Linked DNA regions of Zea mays: region 2 is linked to region 1. The links are chromatin contacts, called in public Hi-C maps. All regions are on one chromosome and are shown on one strand. The core of a region is the stretch at or near the end of the contact, and the rest is flanking DNA. Distances in the headings are between cores, read along the strand shown.

Region 1 (3,338 bases), core at 439-2,938:
CGCCGCCTCTTCGCGAGTGGGCGTGTGGCCGCGCGGCGCCCGCCTCCCGGTTGCGTTGCGTGTGCAGACGCGACGCGAGTGGGGTGGGGGTGGAGGACGATGGGAGGAGGCGAATGGGGAACAGCGAATGCCGAGACGCAACGCGCCAAGGAGGCAAGGACCGGGCCGACTTGCCCGCGGTCCAGAAGACCAGAACACGGGTAAGATTCTGTGCCTCGGCTAGTCGGCTAGAGGTTTAGATTCGACCGTGACTGCCGTTCACAAAACTACCAACACGTTGCTGCAGAGCTCTCGTCTTATCCACACACACAGCTGCGGCTGGCTGATGCCCTTTCAAGGACGACTCCTGACGACCTGACCTGAGTTGTGACTTGGATTGGATGGCGAAGCTAGTTCTTCCGCGGTTTACGGGTGTACGCGAGTCGAATAGCCATTCTACGTTTCTTTTGTGGGCCGTACGTACGTATGGCCCGTATCCTGCTCGGCCTAGTATCATCATCCGCCGGGAAATCGATCGGCGTCGGCGGGGCCGGCCTTTATTTGCGTGAAAGCAGCACCATGGCCCACCACGTCCACTTGGCTGGGACCACCTGCAGGCTGCAGACCTGATTCCTGCAATCAAGTCGGCTCAGTGCCTGGTGGGCCTGCCGCCTCGAGCCCAACGGCCACCACAGGAGTAGCCATCCGGAATTGGAAAGCGTGAAGGCGGCCTCACCTCACACAAGGAAAAGAAATGCGACTCCTACTACTCCACTCACTCGTCAGGCGTCAGCGCTCATGGAATGGAATCGCGGGGATCAGGATCTCCAGTGGCTGCGTCCTTTGTAGTCAATATTGATGTTCTTGTTTCGAACGCAAAAAAAAATTATATAGGATGCAATTTAATTCTATTAAAAATATAGAAATAAATCTCCATTCCAAACGGGGTCTGACAAAACGTACGCAAGTACACTAAACACAAAGACACGATTTTTCTCGAACACGACGGCTGCCTGGGTCTTGGGTGTTGCCATTAGAAATCCTAGGAACCAAACACCGAGCTAAGAGAAAGTTTTAACTCGACTTTATCATTCTTATCCTACTAGTATATACACGCATGGCATTTTAATTCCGTGTTTTGAATGCATTTTTATGTACTTACTTGTATTAGCAAATTTCCAGGCGTGATTTACTGCTGTCCAAATCTGCAGATTCAACCGTTCCGGAAAAAAATGCATGTCTCCCTCTCGAGCAGTTAACTTTTTACGTTTATATCTGAATCTCTATAAAACAATATATATTAATATATAATTCTATAGCTAATGGTTCTTTGCCTCCGTAACTATATATATATGATACATTTAAAGTATATGTTCTATTGTTTAATTGTGTTGATATAATATCCACTCACAACTTATGATATTGCGATAATGACATGATTCTATAATTTCGATTTAAAACCAAAAACCGAATTAACCAAATCTGAGGCAGTATAAACAAGCTTCGATGTATAGAAGATGGGATAGGATACGCTTTTAAAAAATGAGATATAAATTGGAGAGGAGTAAATAACACGTATGGTATGGAGGAGGGATACGGTGCAGACCGCCTTGGACTCGAAAGTCGAAATACAGATCCCACGGTCCACACGCCCGCCCGCATGCTTAAATCCTGCCCCTTCACGTGCGTTCGGGAGGGCATCCTTGGAAGTTGGAAGCAGGCCTCACCTGCCCCCAAAGGCCCAAACTCCCGAACCGCCCCGCACCACGCATGGCCGCCACAGCCGCCGCCGCCGCGACGGCCTCCACGCCTTCCTCTCCCCTCCGCCGCCGAGCCTCTGCGGCGCCTACCACAAGACACAACTCCCAGCTCAAATGCTCCATCAAGCCCTCGCAGTTCGAGCTGCGGCACCGCGCCGCGGGTCTCGCTCCGGCGCGAGCTCTGCTCCCTGACCGCGTCACGCCGTTTTCCTTCGACGCGGACGGCGACGACCATCCCCGAGAGGAGTGCGGCGTGTTCGGAGTCATTGGCGACCCAGACGCGTCGTCGCTCTGCTACCTCGGCCTGCAGAAGCTGCAGCACCGCGGGGAGGAGGGCGCGGGCATCGTTGCGTCGGACGCCGACGGCAAGCTCAATTCAGTGACGGACCTGGGTCTTGTCGGGGACGTTTTCCGCGATCCGGCGCGCCTCGCCAAGCTCCCCGGAAACGCCGCCATCGGCCACGTGCGCTACTCAACCGCCGGCGCCTCTTCGAGGCGCAACGTACAACCGTTCCTCGCCGCGTACCGATTCGGGCAGTTGGCTGTGGCACACAACGGCAACCTCGTGAACTACCAGGCGCTGCGCAACAAACTCGAGGCGCAGGGTTCCATCTTCAACACCTCGTCGGACACGGAGGTCATCCTGCACCTCATCTCAACCTCGCTCTCGCGCCCGCTGCTCTCGCGCATCTGCGACGCCTGCGAGCGCCTCGCCGGTGCGTACTCGCTGTTGTTCATGACTGCCGACAAGCTTTTTGCCGTGCGCGATCCGTTCGGCTTCCGGCCCCTGGTGATGGGCCGACGCCCCAACGGCGCCGTGGTGTTCTCGTCAGAGACCTGCGCGCTCGACCTCATCGACGCCACCTATGAGCGCGAGGTGGAGCCCGGGGAGGTGGTGGTCGTGGACCGCCGCGACATGTCGGTGTCCTACGCCTGCCTCGTCCCACATCGCCCGCGCAAGTCATGCGTGTTCGAGCACATCTACTTCGCCCTTCCCAACTCCGTCGTGTTTGGGCACGCCGTCCACGAGCGCCGCACCGCGTACGGCCGCGCGCTCGCCGAGGAGTCGCCCGCCCCGACCGCGGACGTCGTCATCCCCGTGCCTGACTCGGGGTTCTATGCGGCGCTCGGCTTCGCGCAGGCGTCGGGACTCGAGTTCCAGCAAGGTCTTATCCGGTGGCACTACAGCGGCCGCAGCTTCATACAGCCATCGCAGGCAATCCGTGACCTTGCCGTCAAGCTCAAACTCGCGCCCGTGCGCGGCGTCATTACCGGCAAGAGCGTGGTCGTCGTCGACGACTCGCTCGTGCGCGGCACCACCTCTAGCAAGATTGTGCGCCTGCTCCGCGATGCCGGCGCGCGCGAGGTGCACATGCGCATCTCCAGCCCCCCAGTCGTCGGGTCCTGCCTCTACGGCATCGACACGCCGAGCGAAGGCGAGCTGATATCCAACAGGATGGACCTCGAGGGTGTGAGGAGGACCATTGGCTGCGACTCGCTCGCCTTCCTCTCTCTCGACAAGCTCCACAGCATCTACGGCAATGAAGCACATGAGTTCTGTGACGCCTGCTTCTCACGGAACTACCCGGTGCTGCCCAC
Region 2 (3,580 bases), core at 823-3,322, 240 kb after region 1:
TGTGGTACTCAAGTTTGATCTTTGGATCACTTGAGAGGGGTTAAGTGCAACCCTTGACCGAAGGAGGTCACCACCACATGGAGTAGGCATTGGGCGAACCACGTGGTAAAATCGTTGTGTCTCTTCTCCATTTACTTTATTGCGATTATCGTCTTCTTGAGTTCTCATATTCACTTGTATTATTGCTCCTAAGTTTGATACATATTTCAAAGGATCAATCAAGTGAAGAGTTCTCATCTCTCCATCTCTAGTCATACTAACTTGGTTTTAGCTTTCACTAACACTAACTTCACTTCACTCGTTTGTGGAATGTTTCAGTCAACAACTGATCTTCCTTAGTAATGAAGTCCTAATAATTTTGTTGGCCAAAACTTTAATCATAGCAAGCCATTATTTGTAATATTTGTTGAATTTTCCAAAGCGCTTGAATTCGTTTGGTAGCATGATCAATTCACGCTTGGCAATCTTTATGGCCTCTTCTTCATCCTTCGGTTTTGGCATGGTGAATCCTTCCTTTATGGGAAACACTCGATATGACATGTGTTCTTCAACTAGATCCAATGTGTGCACATGCTCGCAGATTGTATTGTAAGTGATCGTCAATGTTTGTGCTTGCCACTAAGGTTGTAGAGTGGCCCATTAAGGCCAAAGGAGGAACTTAGTGGGCGTGTATGATTAGCTCTTTCATCACCAACTGCTTTGTGAAATTAACCTTGTCATAAAACTACTCCTTTTATCCAACCATTCAGTCACTTGCTTTGGTAGGCCAATTCCAGTGACAGGGAGTCTTACCAGTATTGAAAGTTGTAGCAGCCAAAATTGTTCTATAGGCTCTCTTTCTCGTGGATCATTGTTTGGTAATGCAACTCATGCAAGCGACATAAGCACTTCGAGTTGGCTTCACTAACTAGCTCCAAATAGACCAAATGAAAACCCCAATTCTCATTATAGCACTTGGAGTCATCTGGTGGAAGTAAATTTTGTATTTCTTTAGCACCTCAATTACCATCGGATGAACCAGGAACCAGAGCCCTGCTTAGGGCATGTACAATGGGTGTCTTGAGTTGTGTCTTCGAGTGTGTCTAAGGGGGTGAATGTAAAAAAACTCAAGACATGTATCTTGACGAAGACACAATGTCTTAGCTCTATGTTCGAGACATGATACTAGCTGATTGGTCACTTTAATTTATTGAATACTCTGATTGGTACAATGAATATGGTAAGACACATGTTTTGGACATGCCCACTATATTATGTTGTGTTTTAGTTGTGTCTTATACTTCGAGTACCGTGCAATAGTGTCTAGGTTGTACATGCCCTTAGAAGAAGCTCTTGAAAACCACCACATCATCATTCTAGAATAGAGTGTTTTGTCTTTACCGTCCAGGTATGAGCGTGCAAGCTTAATATCTTCGAGATATTCGAGCTTCGTGGACTTTTAGATGGCCCCGTTTACAGTGGACTTTCCAATGTCTATACAACTCGGCCAAAGAGTACCTTGTCTTCTTTAGGTTCCATCGTCAACCTTTTTCCCAACCATCATGGTCTCCTCGGTAGCTCGATTGGGATTGCTTGTATACATAGTTTGGCTTCTGTGGTCCAAAGAGTATCTTATCTTTAGGTTCCGTCGTCAGTCTTATGCCCAACCATCTTGGTCTCCTCGGTAGCTTGATTGGGGTTGCGTCCTGGCAAAATGTTCCATGATACTGCTGACGCTATCCGGCTACTAAGAATGTATAACTCGTTTTATTCATGGGGAGATGTGAAAAAAATGATAATAGAAAAGGAGGTATTGGAAGAATGTTGGAGGAAAAAATGTTGGAAAGAGTGGAGATGCGTTTCGGATTAAAGCTATTTATTTAAACTGCTGCAACTGTAATCAATAAAGATAAAAATACTGTAGAAATCTGTAAGAATTAAAGCCAACCAAACTGGAATTTAACTAATTTTAAACAAGGTCACAAAAAAGGCGGTCACAAAAAAGGCGTGAATGAGCCCCGTTCATCCCCATCCTTCCATCATTCGATTACACACACCCGACCAAAGGTCCAAAGCACACGAGACAATCGCAAGACAACAACAGCAGCAGAGGAACCAAGAGGAAAGCAAACCTCGCCGGCCGCACCCCTCCATCTCTGATCGCCCGCTCATTCTCATTCATTCATTCATTCCCCTCGCGTCGCGTGATTCGATTGGATTCCGTTCCCCCGCCCCGTTCCGTTCCTTCAGCGCCGCTGCCGCTGCCGCTGCGGCTGCGCCGAGGCCCCAGCGAGTCCCCGAGGCCCGACCCCAAAGGCTGCGGCCTGCGGCCGTCGCAGTCCCATCGATTCCTCCCGCTTGGCTTTCCCACCCCTCGAAGCCGAATCCGATGGTTCCACCCGTTGACCGCCTCCGCCATCGGAGGCCGCGCCGCCTCCTCCCCGCCTTCTTCCTCGGTCCCCGCGCCCGCCTCCTCCTATAGATATACCGCCCGCGCATCGCTCCATGGCGGTCGGCGGCGACGACGACAGCATGGAGCGGGACTTCGCCGCCAGGCTGCGCCTCGCGCATTCGCCCTCCCCGGCCACGCCTGCCGCCGCCGCCTCATCCTCCCCCACCGCCGCTGGGGGGATCGCCTTCCGCGCGCCGCAGGAGCAGTTCACCGCCGACGACTTCGTACTCGGCAAGATCTACGGCGTCGGCTCGTACTCCAAGGTTCTCTTACTGCTACTCACTGCATGGGTGTGCCATGGCCTGCGCGGCCGCGTGGATCGTGGGACGATTTATTCACCGAGGCGGGACGATGAAAAAAAAAATGACAGGTGGTGCGGGCCAAGAAGAAGGACACTGGTCGCGTCTACGCGCTTAAGATCATGGACAAGAAGTTCATCACCAAGGAGAACAAGATCTCCTACGTCAAGATGGAGCGTATTGTACTCGACCAGCTCGACCACCCTGGCGTCATCAGGCTCTTCTTCACTTTCCAGGACACATACTCCCTCTGTTAGTGCCCCTCAATCAACCAGCAGTAGTCAGAACTAACGATGAAGAGCTAGTAATTTGATTGTAAAGTAATGCCGCCCTCGGGTCAATACTATGTCTCTTTTGCCGTGCAGACATGGCGCTCGAGTCGTGCGAAGGCGGGGAGTTATTCGACCAAATTGTTCGGGTTAGTGTGTTAGTGTCCAGCTGCTAACAGTGTGATTCATTTCTGTCCTGCCTTTGTTTCTTGTGCTTATAATTCGGTTGCAGAAAGGTCGGCTCTCTGAGGACGATGCACGGTTCTATGCTGCTGAAATTGTTGATATATTGGAGTACTTGCATGGCCTTGGCCTAATTCATCGGGATGTCAAGGTGAGTGTGAAATGAAAATCAAGATGGAGTTGCCCATGACACAGTATGTTTATGTCATATTTGCTATTTGACAAGGACTGCATTGGTCTTTCAGCCAGAAAATCTACTGCTTACTTCTGATGGGCACATCAAGATTGCTGACTTTGGTAGTGTGAAGCCTACAAGGGATACTCCTATCAAAGTTCTCCCAAATTCAACTAGTAAGAAAAAGCATAAGCTACTCTCAATCACGATAGAATTTTGAATA

Evidence for each region. A called contact is a pair of places that touch in the nucleus more often than the background predicts.
Region 2: a Hi-C map of bundle sheath shows a contact between it and region 1, with 4 times the contacts expected there. The contact joins the promoter of LOC103650947 here to the promoter of LOC100281060 in region 1. A contact is called at or near these places in 7 of 25 Hi-C or Micro-C datasets (bundle sheath, endosperm, leaf and 2 more) and 2 of 3 datasets of contacts at active chromatin or transcription factors (leaf and seedling).

Annotation. Positions count from the first base shown.
Region 1 is chr3:178,519,497-178,522,834 of Zm-B73-REFERENCE-NAM-5.0, forward strand. It overlaps LOC100281060 (amidophosphoribosyltransferase), which reads left to right and starts at 1,689. Exons shown (of 1, transcript NM_001153979.2): 1 at 1,689-3,338. The coding sequence starts at 1,750.
Region 2 is chr3:178,759,119-178,762,698 of Zm-B73-REFERENCE-NAM-5.0, forward strand. LOC103650947 (3-phosphoinositide-dependent protein kinase 2-like) reads left to right here and starts at 2,073. Exons shown (of 11, transcript NM_001301543.1): 1 at 2,073-2,694; 2 at 2,802-2,982; 3 at 3,096-3,148; 4 at 3,232-3,333; 5 at 3,428-3,533. The coding sequence starts at 2,485.